2 separate regions of the Mus musculus genome follow, and region 1 is linked to region 2. Evidence: chromatin contacts called from public Hi-C data. All regions are on one chromosome and are shown on one strand. Each heading gives the region's core, a stretch centred on a gene start, on an enhancer-like site or on the middle of the called end of the contact. The rest is flanking DNA. Distances are from core to core; before and after follow the strand shown. Region 1 holds the start of Parpbp (PARP1 binding protein). Region 2 overlaps 1700113H08Rik (RIKEN cDNA 1700113H08 gene).

The links. A called contact is a pair of places that touch in the nucleus more often than the background predicts.
Region 1: a Hi-C map of B cells shows a contact between it and region 2, with 8 read pairs. The contact joins the promoter of Parpbp here to the enhancer-like site in region 2. A contact is called at or near these places in 5 of 39 promoter capture datasets (the C10 cell line, hippocampal neurons, liver and 1 more), 1 of 484 Hi-C or Micro-C datasets (B cells) and 2 of 115 datasets of contacts at active chromatin or transcription factors (large pre-B cells and pro-B cells).

Annotation. Positions count from the first base shown.
Region 1 is chr10:88,145,009-88,151,673 of GRCm38.p6, reverse strand. It overlaps Parpbp (PARP1 binding protein), which reads left to right and starts at 4,733. Exons shown (of 11, transcript NM_029249.2): 1 at 4,733-5,178. It overlaps Nup37 (nucleoporin 37), which reads right to left and starts at 4,682. Exons shown (of 10, transcript NM_027191.2): 1 at 4,602-4,682; 2 at 3,295-3,512. The coding sequence starts at 3,450.
Region 2 is chr10:87,105,073-87,111,934 of GRCm38.p6, reverse strand. The region is part of intron 2 of 1700113H08Rik (RIKEN cDNA 1700113H08 gene); the gene reads right to left. Among named protein-coding and RNA genes, the nearest start is that of 1700113H08Rik, 50 kb to the right of the region's middle. Within about 2 kb of position 4,219, at least 51 of the 459 cell types and tissues checked have an H3K27ac peak or open chromatin away from gene starts, as enhancers often do. A contact at or near this core is called in B cells and pro-B cells, where this site is marked.

The sequences.
Region 1 (6,665 bases), core at 3,484-5,983, 1.0 Mb before region 2:
CAAGTTGGTGGAAGAGCTTTTCTGAGGATTTGAAGTAGCAGGCCTTTCCACCACACCCACTGAGGCCTCATACAGAATGCCGGTTAGCCAAGGCTGGTTTATCTAATGCAGCTAGCTCTCTTATTTAGTGCTCTCAGTTTAACTCAACACCTGAAAAAATATTAAAAAACAAAAAAAACCTCTCTGAATAATTCCAATGAGAAAAGCAGTTGTTTTGGGAGAAGCAGATTCAGTAGTAGATAGGGCTATTAGTGTTCTCAATGGTAAGCAAGCCAGAGTGTTTCCATGTCAAGTGTATTCAATGCCCCAGTTCTGTCTCTGGAACTGTGTAAAATAAGCTGAATTTAGTGATGTCAAACCTTGCCAGGGGAAGCTCTGTTAGGTGAACATATTCAGAGCAGAATTAGCACCCGTTACTGCAAACAAATGGAGGTGACAAGTCAAAATTTGCCAGCCTAATTCCTCTTCCATGAGTTTTTAAATATTTTTAATATAGCTGTGAAATTTGTTTCCGAATACATTTCCTTGTAATTAGAATACAATGCTGAGAAATAAAGATCAAAAACATTTTTTATCAACTTATAGAGAACTGTTGTCCGAAAAGATAGCTCCTAGAGCCTAAAGCATTTGAAATGCAGCCAGTGTGTATAGTTACTTTATAAGGTATAAAATGAACATGTATAAAGATCTCAATGAAATCTATCAACATAAGACAAAGTCTACGATAACCTTTATATTAATTATATATGAAGTACTCTACTTAAAATTCATTCTGCCTTTTACATTACTTTTATCGTGTGTGTGTGTGTGTGCGCGCGTGTGTGCTATATACAGTACACATGCTGAAACCAGAGGACAACCCTCAGGAGCTGGGTCTGTTTCCCACCATGTGGACTTTGGGCATTGATCTTGGGTCAGGAGGCTTGGTAAGAAGTGTCTTTACCCACTAAGCCATCTCCCTGGCCCTCCTTTCACGTTATCCTGACGTCTAAGCTTATCTTGTGGCTCCTGTTATATTCTAACTGAATTCTAGTACTGAATGAGCTCTGTTCAGCTCCGCATGGTGTTGACTTGGGGTTAATATTCAGGTGACTAACATCTGAGTCACAACTCTGCCTTCCCAGTTCCAAGTCTACTGTCTTAAGACTTCCAGTCATCTTTACTAACTGTCCCTCGTTTGAGTTGGTCCAGTCTATTAAACAATGTTTGGCAGACAAAAGGCACTCAGTCAATACTTGTTCAATGAAGTCAGTTATCAAAGGATTAAGGTATCTTTCTGTTTCTTTTTTCTCCACAAAAACGTGCCTGCTCAAACCATTCTCATTCAAGCCCAGCCAGACTTCTTTATTATGGAAGAGTGAATAAGGTTTGAAACTTTATCCTTATTTGGTCTTTTATAAATGAGGCAGTTTTAAGAAGGCGCTGCTTTCCGACTCTTTGGGAATAGGGCAAGAATCTCTCTTAGTTTCCTGGCCCTTACTACACTCATGACGTTTTTACAGATGTGTGGCAGTCAGCAAGCCTACCATTTGTACTCATATTTCTGGATATGTAAAAGGACAGCACAAGAGTCTGAAAACCGTCCTGCTGAAACCCAGAGTTTTCTGTAGTTAGTGCTTCCTGATGACCCTACAGTGGAGACTGGTGTTTTTCTGATAGGCTTGAAGGTTCGAGGTGGGAGAACGGGAATGAATGTTCAACAGCACCCAAACTGACAAGAGAATAGGGACTTGTTTTGGATCTCCAAGGGCAGAGTGAGGAAACTCAGCTCTCCAGGATCAACGGCTGACTTCATTTGAACAGAAACACAAGAACGGGTCTGACGGAAGAACAGATTTGATCTCTTCCTTTGTCATGCCCCCCAAACACCGCTGAAGCAGAATGGAACACGAGGAACGGCACAGTTGTACTGAACTCCACCAGAATGTGATCTGTCTTCTCTATGTGCTCATAAAAGGAAAAAGCCTCTTGTTTTTCCTTACACAGTTTGGAAATAAGACCCGAGGATCAGCAAGGACAAGCGTTTGAATGATACAAACATTCTTCTCATTTCCCTGCCTCTCCTTGTTGTCTGCCTTCTTCATCTTTCCTTTTTCTGATTTTTCTCCCCTATTGATTTCCCCTGGTGTTTCCTAACTGAACTTGAACTGCAGGTAGATATATCTGTCAGTATTTGACAATGAGATTCTATGTCCACATCTGTTAACACAGCAATGAGGGAAGCTCAAGCCTACCTCTGGTCGCTTGCGTTTTCAACACGTAAGTGGTCCACATTGGAGAAAGTTTTTAATAAGTCTTTCTTAAGCCAAGGCCACATTATTTGCCTGACGCATGACTTATGATTCTGACAGTCTAGCAGAACTTAGGCCAAGGGTCATAGAAATATAGTCCTGTAAATATTATTTTGGTACACCATAATAGCAGAAACGAAACTCTGGGAAGATGGGGTGGTGTTGAGCCTTCAGTGCCGAATGCTTCCTATGTGGACCCTAGGTTTTCCGTGAGGAACCATGTAATAAGTCTCTTGGAAGCGATTTCTCTTGGATGATTAAATATGAGGGTATAACTGCCACTGCTGCTCATACTAACCACAAAATACACATATATGGATTACCATGTGCCGAATGTATTCTGGGAACTTTATGTGCACTCACACACTACCCCTCACAAACCAAATTAGGTTTCCCGAATCTCCACTCTTAAAGGGATTCAATCATATTCCTTACCTTCAGAGAAGAGCGGTTCAGTATCTAACCAAGTTTAGCCATTCGAAACTAAGTGTCTAGGTTCTCAGGTTACACAGACCTCAGAGAGAGCTATGATGAACGCCAGCTGTAAATGTAATCCTATATGGTTATATGAATATCTGCTGCAGATACACAAGGTGTGAAAGTAAGCTAATAGGAAAGCTGAACATTATCTATGAAAGCTAGGAATTTCTTGGAAGATAATTGTTTAGCCTTTCAGTATCACCTTGTTTCCTATGACAGAATGATGTGGGGAAATCTGAAGTGTATCTAATACATAGAAATACATGTGTGCTCAGTTATGTTGGACTTTATCAGAATACACCTCTACGAATCATTGGTGAAAGAAGACCTTCATTGTTTTTACATCTATCATCTATATAATGTATACACATGTCTCAACAATTAGTAACGGGAATTCCCTGTAGATCTTCAAAAAATTTTTTTTTCTTGTATTAAAAGCAACATACTTTTAAGTTCAGCTTTGGTTTGTACACATTACTGATAAAGTATCTCTACTGTCACTCCGTATAGTTTGTGGACTAACCTGAAACGTACACATGCCAACAACCACATAATTACTGCCGCCATATGCAATCAGGTTTCCTGAATCTCCACTCTCAAAGGGATTAAATTCTACCACGTGCACATAATCTTCGCAATCCACGGTGTACGCAGCATTTCTTGTAGCATCTTGCTTCATCTTGTATCCCAAAGCTGGAGCAGTTGTAAGAATCAAATAGTTGTTTATTGCCTGTCAGGAAACTGTGGATCACAAACAAAATTTACAAAGTGTTTGTCATTCAACAGAAGAATCATAATGGGGCTTGGTATAGCAATGTCAGAGCCAGCTCAAAAGAGAAGTCTGCTTATATTAACACACACATGAATAAATTTAATACAAATAGAGTCCTAAGATTATTAAGCAATAGAGATGCAGCACTATTTGTAGTTGGAAAGTTGTACTGACACTGTCATATGCAAGAGTACCATAAACGCCGGTACTACCAATAGTCCCTTCTTTGCCTATGAAGAAATTTGCCAAGTTCGTCAACAGGTTGAGGATTTAAAAGATTTAGCATGTGTTGGGCCTACATGCTAGAGAAAACACAAATACACACACCTGCCTATCTCAGGACTATGCTACATTATTTGTTCGAATTATATGACCTTTAACATTCTAATTTGACAGACCACCTGAACTATCAAGGGTCCGATGAACTGGAAAGTCCCACCCCTGCCTAAAGACACATGGAGTCCAAGAGCCTTGAAGGATAATATCAGGTAGCAATAGTTATAACCAACCATTACCCATGCAATAAAATAAGGAGATTAAAAAATACAGGCTCTGGAGTAATGTGTGATACTAACGTTATTAACACCTGTCACAATCCTCAACTAATTTGTCTCGAGACAGGTAGTGTGTACTGTAGAAATAGCATTCTCACGTGCAAATTAATTTTTACTTTGTTGTTAATGAAAAGGAGGCACCCTAGGCTAAGAAAGAACACGTAAAATCCTGAGTTATCTGCTGAGTTTTTTCAGATTAAGTCCCATCTCAGAGAGACTGGACACATGTTACGCGGGACCGGCAGGTGAGAAGACCATAGAGCAGAGAGGTATAAGGCATGCAGGGGACTTGAGGTCCGGATTTGATGGCAACCCCTGACCTCCAGGTCTTTAAAGCCCTGGGTCAATATTCCCAGGGTCCCTGGAGTTGTGTCCCCCACGCGTCGCCCGAGAAAACCCACTCCCACCTCGCGAGGTCACAAGGAAGAGCTCTGGAGAACAGGGAAGCGCCCCTGGGGAAGCAGCACAAGCTGGCGATCCCCGGTCACCGCACTCGATACGCACCTAAAGCAGGGGAGGCGACCTGGGCAAGGCTCTCCCGACCATAGGTGGCCAGGGCGTGCGCCCGCTCTGCTTCCGGGTCGGAGGGCGAGCGCGGCGATTGGTTCCCAGGTCGTGCCGCGAGATTTGAAAGGGACGCCGAGGCGATTCAAACCTCTGCCTTCCGGCGTCCTGGCTGCGCTGCTCCTCCCTCCGCTTGCACCCAGCCTGGGTCACTGGACGAGGTGGGTCTGGTCTCTTCTGTGCCCCCGGGTCGCAGTTCCAGTGGGCATTCGGGCTGCTGCTCTGCGAACGCATCTCGGTGACAGCGACGTGCCAGCCAGTGGCGTTGTCTGCGCAGTGGCTTCGCCCCGACTTCACGGTGTCCCGTGGAAAAAAAGACGCTAGGGCTTCGGCAAGACCGAAACCCATCAAAATCTTCTTTTAGTCCGTTAGATCGGGGATCTGGCACACGACGAGTGCAGGCTTCTCAGATTTTCTGTCGTTGCATCCTTCAGAGGGCCATTCCGGACCAGGCAAGAAGAATAACTGTCACCTGTCATCTTTTAATGGAGATTTGCTAAGTGCTGGCAATAAGGAGGTTGGCTATTTCCTTCACTGGTGCCTTATAATTCTGTTAAGTAGTCCCAATTATGGACGTGGAGAAATTTGTGGTAATCACGAGGTACAGCTAATGCAGGGGTGTGGTGGCAGGGATAGTTAGCTAAGTGTGGTGCTCTCTCACTTTACCTTCCAGCGACAACTACCTGTCTCAGATTTTCTGCTCCAGTGCACTTTGAATCCAGTTTAAAAGCAAGAGTTTATTCCCTCTGACACCTTCTGTTTTGTTCATATCCAGCGTCTCATCGAGTCTTCACAACAGGCTGGGAGGTAGAACAGAGGGGGCGGCATAGTCCTGATTGCTTTGTGACCATTCTTATACCTGGGCAGCCAGATCTAAAGTTAGGTAACCCTGGAAAAGCTGGAACTACAGTGGATATTGGCATGCCAGCCCAGATGCCTGTTGGTGAATAGCCAGATCTAGAACTAAACATGGTTTTACATGTTTAAATGGTTGATGGAAAAAAAAAATATTTCAGGCAAACTAATCATATCACCCATAGCTCATGCTTTTGTGTCTTCTTCAATTTTGTTTTTTAAGAGATAAATAGGAGATAACCTAGGTGCTCATCAGAGAATTGTGAGTGAGGCCTGGGGAGGTGGCTCACTGGATAAAGCGCCTGGACAGCTATGAGGACTGGAATCCAAATCCCCAGGGCTAACGGAGACACTGGTGTAGTAGTCTGCTTGCAACCCCAGTGTGCTAGAGGTGTAGACAAGTGATGCCGGGGCAAGTCAACAAGGTGGAGAGCAGTGGAGAAGACACTCAGTGTCAACCTTGGGCCTCCATACACATGTGCTTACATAAAGGCGAACATATACACACAGCAGACTTGTAAAAAGAGACACAGAGAAGACTGGAAGTAGAGAGGGGACTGATTCCATAGCATGGCTGCCTAGAATACAGACACATCTAGGCTTATTTTGAAAGGGTTCTGTATGCATGCAGAAGTTAGGGAAAACTTAGAAATCTTGAATTTATGCTTTTTTGGCTATTTACTAGCTTCGTGTCATTGAACATTATTTTCTTCATGTGTCAAAACCAGACATTTGTAGACTGACATCATCAGGACACAGGAGATGGAACAAAGTAATTAATATTAAATGGAAAGTATTTGGCACTAAGAAGCTTCATTTGTTCGTTGGCTTATTATCAGTTTGCTGTGTAACAAAACATCAAAAACCATAGTCACTGTACAATAGCAACCGAGTATTTGCTTTGAATCTGTGGGTCGGCAGTTTGGGCTGGTTAAGTTATTGATTCCTCTGCTAGCCTTGAGCAGATGACTGGTGCTGCCGGCTCACCTTCCATGTTGATGGGGTCTCCCCAGGATAAGCTGCCTCTTTCATGGCTGTGAGTTGTATCAGTTGGCAGCAGGAATACCTTACTTCTCTTTGCATGCTTTCTTCAGCACCTTACCCGGGCTTGGGAGTTAGGTCTCCCCAGAGGGGTCATTTGCTAGGAGG
Region 2 (6,862 bases), core at 2,970-5,469:
GTACTCTTAACCACCAAGTCTTCTTTCTGGCCTCTAATCTTAATTAGTATGAAAGTTTTTTAAAGAAATAATAAATACAAAGGCTTATAGTCCCTTTTATTATGTAATACTATAGCAATTTATTCTTCCCTTAACAGTCCCCTTTGCTATATATGATGTGATAACAGTGGATACTAGAAAATACAAAGATAATATCCAAAAGTAAAAGCTGATGCAGACAGTTATTGCCATAGTCAGGGTGCTTCTGTTGTTCCTAAATCCCTGCATTAAAATCCATAATACCATTGTGTTGGTATCAAAATATGGGGCCTTCAGGAGATGACTTGTCCTTGTGAATGGGATTAAAGACATCATAAAGTCCTAAGGGGACATTTTCGCCCCTTCTATCATAGAAGGGACAGCAATAAAGGATCATATTCAGAGAACACTGGATCATCTAGTGTCTTGACCTTGAACTTCAAAATATCCAGGACTGTGAGCAATGAATTTCTATTGTCTATACATTACCCAGTCCAATAATTTTATTATAGCAACCTAAACATACTATGACAAGTACACACACACACACACACTCACACACACACACGAGAGAGAGACAGAGACAGAGACAGAGACAGAGACAGAGACAGAGACAGACAGATAGGCAGACAGACAGAAAGATTGAGTGACTTAAGAACACATTGCTGCCTGCTGCAGCCCCCTTGTAGTCTTAACTATTACTCATAAAAACCTCGATATAGTCCCGGCTGATCACAGACTGGGAAGCTGATGCCAAAAGCACTAATTACTGTACTCTGAGTTTGTTGAGCATAATTAAGTAGACTATACTTATACTCAGGTGTATGTCACATCTGGGCATGTTACCAAGGCAACAAAACACCATCTGACACTCCAAGAGAAAGCACATGTTCTAGAATTCTTTCTGCAAGCTAACATTTTAAGGAAATCCAAATTTTTAACCTTTGACGAGCATAAGAAAAATGTTATCATGCAGAATCAGTTAGAAATCCACTGAACCCAGAGACTACTTCAATTTAATTTTACTCGCTTCAACGCTAAGTACATTTTAATTCAGCCAAACGATAAGGACCAAATAGTCCTTCTATGATGCAAGTATATGCTGTGTGTGTCTGAAAGACTGTATGCAATAACTTTTCAGAGAGATAAATTCTTCCTACCAAAGAGAACTTTGGATGAGGACATATCGTAGTTGGTAGAGAGCTTCCCTAGCCCGTAGGATAAGGAAACAGGAAGCCTGTGATAGATTCCACAGGAGGAAGCAGATAGCCTGTGGCCCTGGTGCTTGGAGTTGGAGACAAGATAATCAGAAATGAAGAGGATCATTCTTGGCTACTGAGTTCAAACCCAACACAGGCTGTAGGAGATGACATCTCAGAGTGTGTGTCTGGGGATAGAGTGGACTTGGCTTTCCTTGTCATGGGGTGGGCACGTTGTTTGCAGAGAATACAGACTAAACTCAAGAGTCTAATATGCTACATTTGTCTTATCCTCTCTTAGCCAGCCCCATGACCTTCAGGACAGAATGACAAAAGCAGCCACTTAGCAAATCCCCAAACAATGCCAAGCATTTTATACATGTTAAGACATTTAGTCAGTCTTTGGAATAGGAGTTAGACAATAACCATGATAAGTAAAACTCACAGTGGTTTGAGTATGTGTAGATATTACTGTTAATATTGTGTTTTAGAATAAACTATTTGAACAACCCGAGGAAAAGGCAACCTTACCCAAAGATTAAACCCAAATATACAAGGACTAATAGGAAATAATGCAGATCAGGTAATGGTGGCTACAAAATATAATGAAACCAAATAATCCTTGTGTGATCCCAACCACACAGCAGCATATAAAAATTGTGTGTGTTTGGCTTCTCACACAGAGAAGAACATGGCTAGGAACTAGTATAGCCCAAAGCATCATAATGCAAAGTTGGCAATAAACAATCTACTTTGTTGAAAGAATTAGACAGCTTAATAAGACCCTTAGATAAGTTTCATGAAGATCAAAAGGGGGTAAAAATAACAATGTAAGGGGAAATTGAAGCTTTTAGTTGAAGTACTCATGTTTGGAAAAATATACCTTTTCTTAGAGATTCTGGTCAAATCCTTGAAATTAGTGTACTTCAGACAGCCTCATCTAGGCCACAAATGTGCCATCAATGAGAAAGAGCCACAAGATAGCCTATTCTTCAATATTTCCTACTTTTGATGTACCTCCTGTACAGCATGGAATTAACCAGAGCTATTATTGTCTGATTTTCTAGGCAAGCAAGAAGGCTTTCATCTAGCCAACTCTGGTAAGAGGGGAGGCCATGGGTGATGTCGTCATTGTATTCCCTTGAATGTGACACGCACTCCCTTGCTGTGCTTACATAGTGATGGTCCAAAGATCACCCCAGCCTCGGACTCATGATAGGCATAGATAGTAGATTTCGCTCTTTGCTTTGAGTTTTCCTTTTTCCAGACAACCTTTCTGCGAAATATCACAGAAGCCTGCGATTTAAGCTTTACGGTAGCATATGCTTTAGGAGTTTAATTTGGTTTTGAACAGGATTAAATATGCCAAAAATCAAACCACAAGATATTCCTAATGAGGGACAGAACACAATAGTCACCTTAAGTGAAGAGTAATTATATAACAAGAATTCGCAAATTGCTTGATGGTGTTTTCTTGTGGAGACAGGCACAGCTGCCACGCTGAGAAAGTGCCAAATTTTATTCTTTTCTCCCTGTTTCCAAGAAGAGAAATCCCCTCTGCCTGGTGCAGGCTTTCTGGTTTCTCTCCAATGTATTCACATGTCTTAACAGGTTATCTCTGGGGCAACTTGGTCTTTTCCTCGGAATATGTCTTGGCCTTTGTACAACTGAGTGTGTAAGGTATATGTGTGTGTGTGTGTGTGTGTGTGTGTGTGTGTGTGTGAGTGTGTGTGTGTGTGAGTGTGTGTGAATGTGTGTGTGTGTGTGTGTGTGAGTGTGTGTGTGTGTGAGTGTGTGTGAATGTGTGTGTGAGTGTGTGTGTGAGTGTGTGTGTGTGTGTGAGTGTGTGTGTGTGTGTGTGTGTGTGTGTGTGTGTGTGTGTGTGTGTGTTAGAATGTCATCTGGATGTCTGTTCTGTTCTAACTAAAATTTGTATTTATTAAGGGGCATGTATGGTTATAAAAACTAATACAGAATTCTGTAGAAAAGAAATGGAGATGGTTAAAAAGTATTTCTGACTCCGATAGATTTTCAAGTTGACCTGTTGAGCTTATAAGACATTCAGAATATATCAGAATCTTGAATAAACTAGAAGGTTTAGTATATCAGGAAGTCGGGAGGGGTGAGTAGCATATAACACAGGCAGAGTTTCATATATGAGGAAATACACCTTTCCACACACACACCGGGGTGGGGGAGGGGTGAGTTTAAAAATCTAGTGACAGACAGCATTGCTACAGAGAGGCTCCGATGGATAAGTTTCAATGAAACTCTGTAGGAATGATGGTTTCATGGACCTAAGACACTCCTGAAGCTAAAGAAAGCACTCCACATCTCTGGTGCATCCTACCCATGAAATCGGAATGAATTCACTCATATAACACGCTGTGTTTATGACTATGTGTAACAGTGATCTTGGGGTCTGCTTTGTAGAGCACAAAGATAGTTAGCCCTAACCTAACAACTCTATGCACTGGGCACTCCACTAAAGGTATCTTTCATTCCCTACTTTGCATTATCATGTTTAATTTTAAGATGGTGACCCTGAGAATTACAGAAACCTCTGCTTTACCATTCTGTTCCCTGAGCACCATGCTTTAGAGCAGTCTGTCTCGCTGAGGCAGATATATATTTGCATACTAGTTACATAAAAGATATTACAACTACTATGTACAAGGACAGCAGATTCATTTTAGTTTTCCATTATTTTAGTAAGAAAGGAGCCGTACCCTTCCATCCCCCACTCTTAAATTTGGACACATCTGTATCTTCCCCTCTTCACTCTGCCACCCACATCTTTTTAGGCCACTATACCAAAGCACCAGGTTAAGAACAATCTGAGTATATAAATTAATCTTCTCAACAGTTAGGAGAAAGTCAACATTGAATGTGAACTAAAAACGAAAGCAATATAAATGCAACTTCTCTTTTCTGCCCCTGAAATGTGAACACGACTGAGTAGTTTTAACTGGAAAGCCCCCTCGCCTCACTATGGCAACCGTCTGAGTGTTGGAAGTGACCCAAATCTGAATAACTAGCTTGGACGGAGCTGTGTCTCTTGTCTCCTCAGTCTCCCTCATTCCACTTTCCAAAAACAACCTGGATCGACCTTCTAAGGGAGAGTCCGAATTCATATCACTTGCCCTGCTCAGAAATCACAAAGGCTTTCTCAACACCTCTCATCAGCATGAAGGGTGACTCCTTTATCCAAACCACTCTCTCAACCTTGGCCAGCATTCTCCCGTCCAAATACAATAACCAACCTTCTCACAAGCCCCACCGCCCCCTCTAGTCTCCACACTTCCCCAGTGTGGGGCATGCACAATCTTTCCTTCAACTCTCATCTTTCTTTAACTGCCTCAAGGTCCTAATCATAATGATCCAAGACATATTTACAGAGACACTGGGGTGTCAGTCCGTGCTGATAATTAGGCAAGGTGATCACAATATCAATACGAGCCTGGGCAACGCAGTGAAACCATGTTTCAAAAAACAAAAACCAAGCACCAGAACAAAAAGGAGTCGGAGAGATGGCTCAACAGTTAGAAGTGCTGCTTTCTCCAGAGGACTTGGGTTCGATTCCCAGAATCCCCATGGCAACTCACAGCCATTCCATAGCTTCAGTTCTAGGAGATCTAACACCCTCTTCTGTCCTCAGCATACAGCAGGCATGCATGCAGTGCGTAGACACGCAATGGACACAAAACACCAATGCATATAAATAAAAATAAATAAATCTATTGTTAAAATAAAAGCACTAAATAAATCAGGCTTTGAGCACTTTGAGAAGAAAGATAGCCTTATCTGCTCTTAGAATCCTCCCAATAAGGAGAAAACTTTGTACTGAATAGAACCTACATAAGATATATTGAATAAGGGAATTGTGGTATTGACAATGGTGTTGTTGGGAAAGAGGATAACAAATGAATATATAAATGGGTGGATACTTGAATACTTACTTATTTGGATGGAGAAATGAATGGTGTCATTGCATAATAAATATCCAAGTGACAGGGGCTACATTGAATCAAATTCTGAAATAGAGCATCAGTTAGGTGTATAACTCTGAGCTAATTCAGCTTTGTTCACAGTGATATTTGAAGTCAACTTGCTTCCTCTGTCTTATAACCAAGAGCTATTTATCCGCTCACACAAAATCGTGTTAATTAGTGACAACCCAGATCTAATTCTTGAGAACCATATATCTAAAAACTCCTTTGACCGACTGAGAAAATAGTTTTTCTCAATAGTTATTTTTTAATAGAGTAATCTTTATATCTGTGGAAAATACAGGTTTTGGAGCCATTCATCCCTAAGCATGGTTCTCTTGCTCTCCACAGCCACACCATGAAATCCAGACCCCAACAAGCTTGTGTTGTTTGTCGTTAGATGCATACAGCCTACTCCTGTCTACCACTAAACACCAGGACAACCAGCCATCAGCAGATCTCAGGATGCTACTTTGTATCAGAAAGGGGATGACTCACACCAAAGCATTTTCTGCAAGAAGCACTCATGGATATAAATCAGCTCAGGACAGGCTAGAAGCAATGCTTTAAAAGTGGCTGGAGGGACACACAAGATGAACAGGGGAAGTCACATAAGGCCACCCCTAGATGAAGAGTCACAGATAACTGCCAAGAGAGGAGAGCCAGTCTTTTCCAGGGACAAGGCCACTGATGGGTTATTCTAATGCTAAGTGATAACCTCTAAACACATATACCTATGAGCAACACTAAACAGGCTCACGGATTGTATTTATGCACGAATAAGCATGCGGGGGGTGGGGAGGGGAGGGGGAGGGAGGAAGGGGAGAGGGAGGAAGGGGAGAGGGAGGAGGAAGGGGAGGGAGAGAGAGAGAATAATTAAATAATTAAAGAAGAAGAGGTCATGAATTTGAGAGGAAGTGTGAGGCACACAAGAGGAGTTAAGGGTCATGGGGGAGCGATGGAGGTGGTAGTCACATATGAAATTATCAAAATAATTTAAATTTGTATTTAAAAAATAATGAAATGGTTATGGAAGCTCATTTTAGTATAATATTTGGTTAATACTTTGTACCTCCATATTGCGTATCTTGTTTATATCTACATAGGGAGTTATTTCTCTATGTGCTTCTATCAGTCTGAGCCCATTGTGGAAACAGAATAAAGAGGTTGAATCACAATCGTTAAGAAAAGATAAACAACCTATGTGACTTCCTAAAATAAAAGTCACTGTCCACTTGGGTAAAAGACGTAAATTTCTTTGAATGGGAATATGAAGCTAGGCAGGGAGCTACGCACATGGCAGGAAGGAGCCGGTCCATTCAGAGACCACAGGCAAGCTGGAGAGGTGGCAGCACTTGCAGGAGAGAGACCGTCAGGGTGGATAACAGCTGGAGGGGATGCATGAATTGGCCAGTGACCCAACGCTAACCATAAACTCACTTCAAGCATAAGCCTTTAAGCATGCGCAGTTCTTAAGGGTGTCGTTTGTGGGTGACAGCAGAGTGCTACTGTGTCATGCTTTGTGTGGCAAGGAACCAAAAAGAAGTTAGGAGTTGAGTTGGGAGACACTGGCTGATCATTAAGTTTTAAAGAAAAAAAATGGGGGGAATTTTCATGAAAAGCACAACTTAGAAGAATCATGTTCATGCTGGTCTT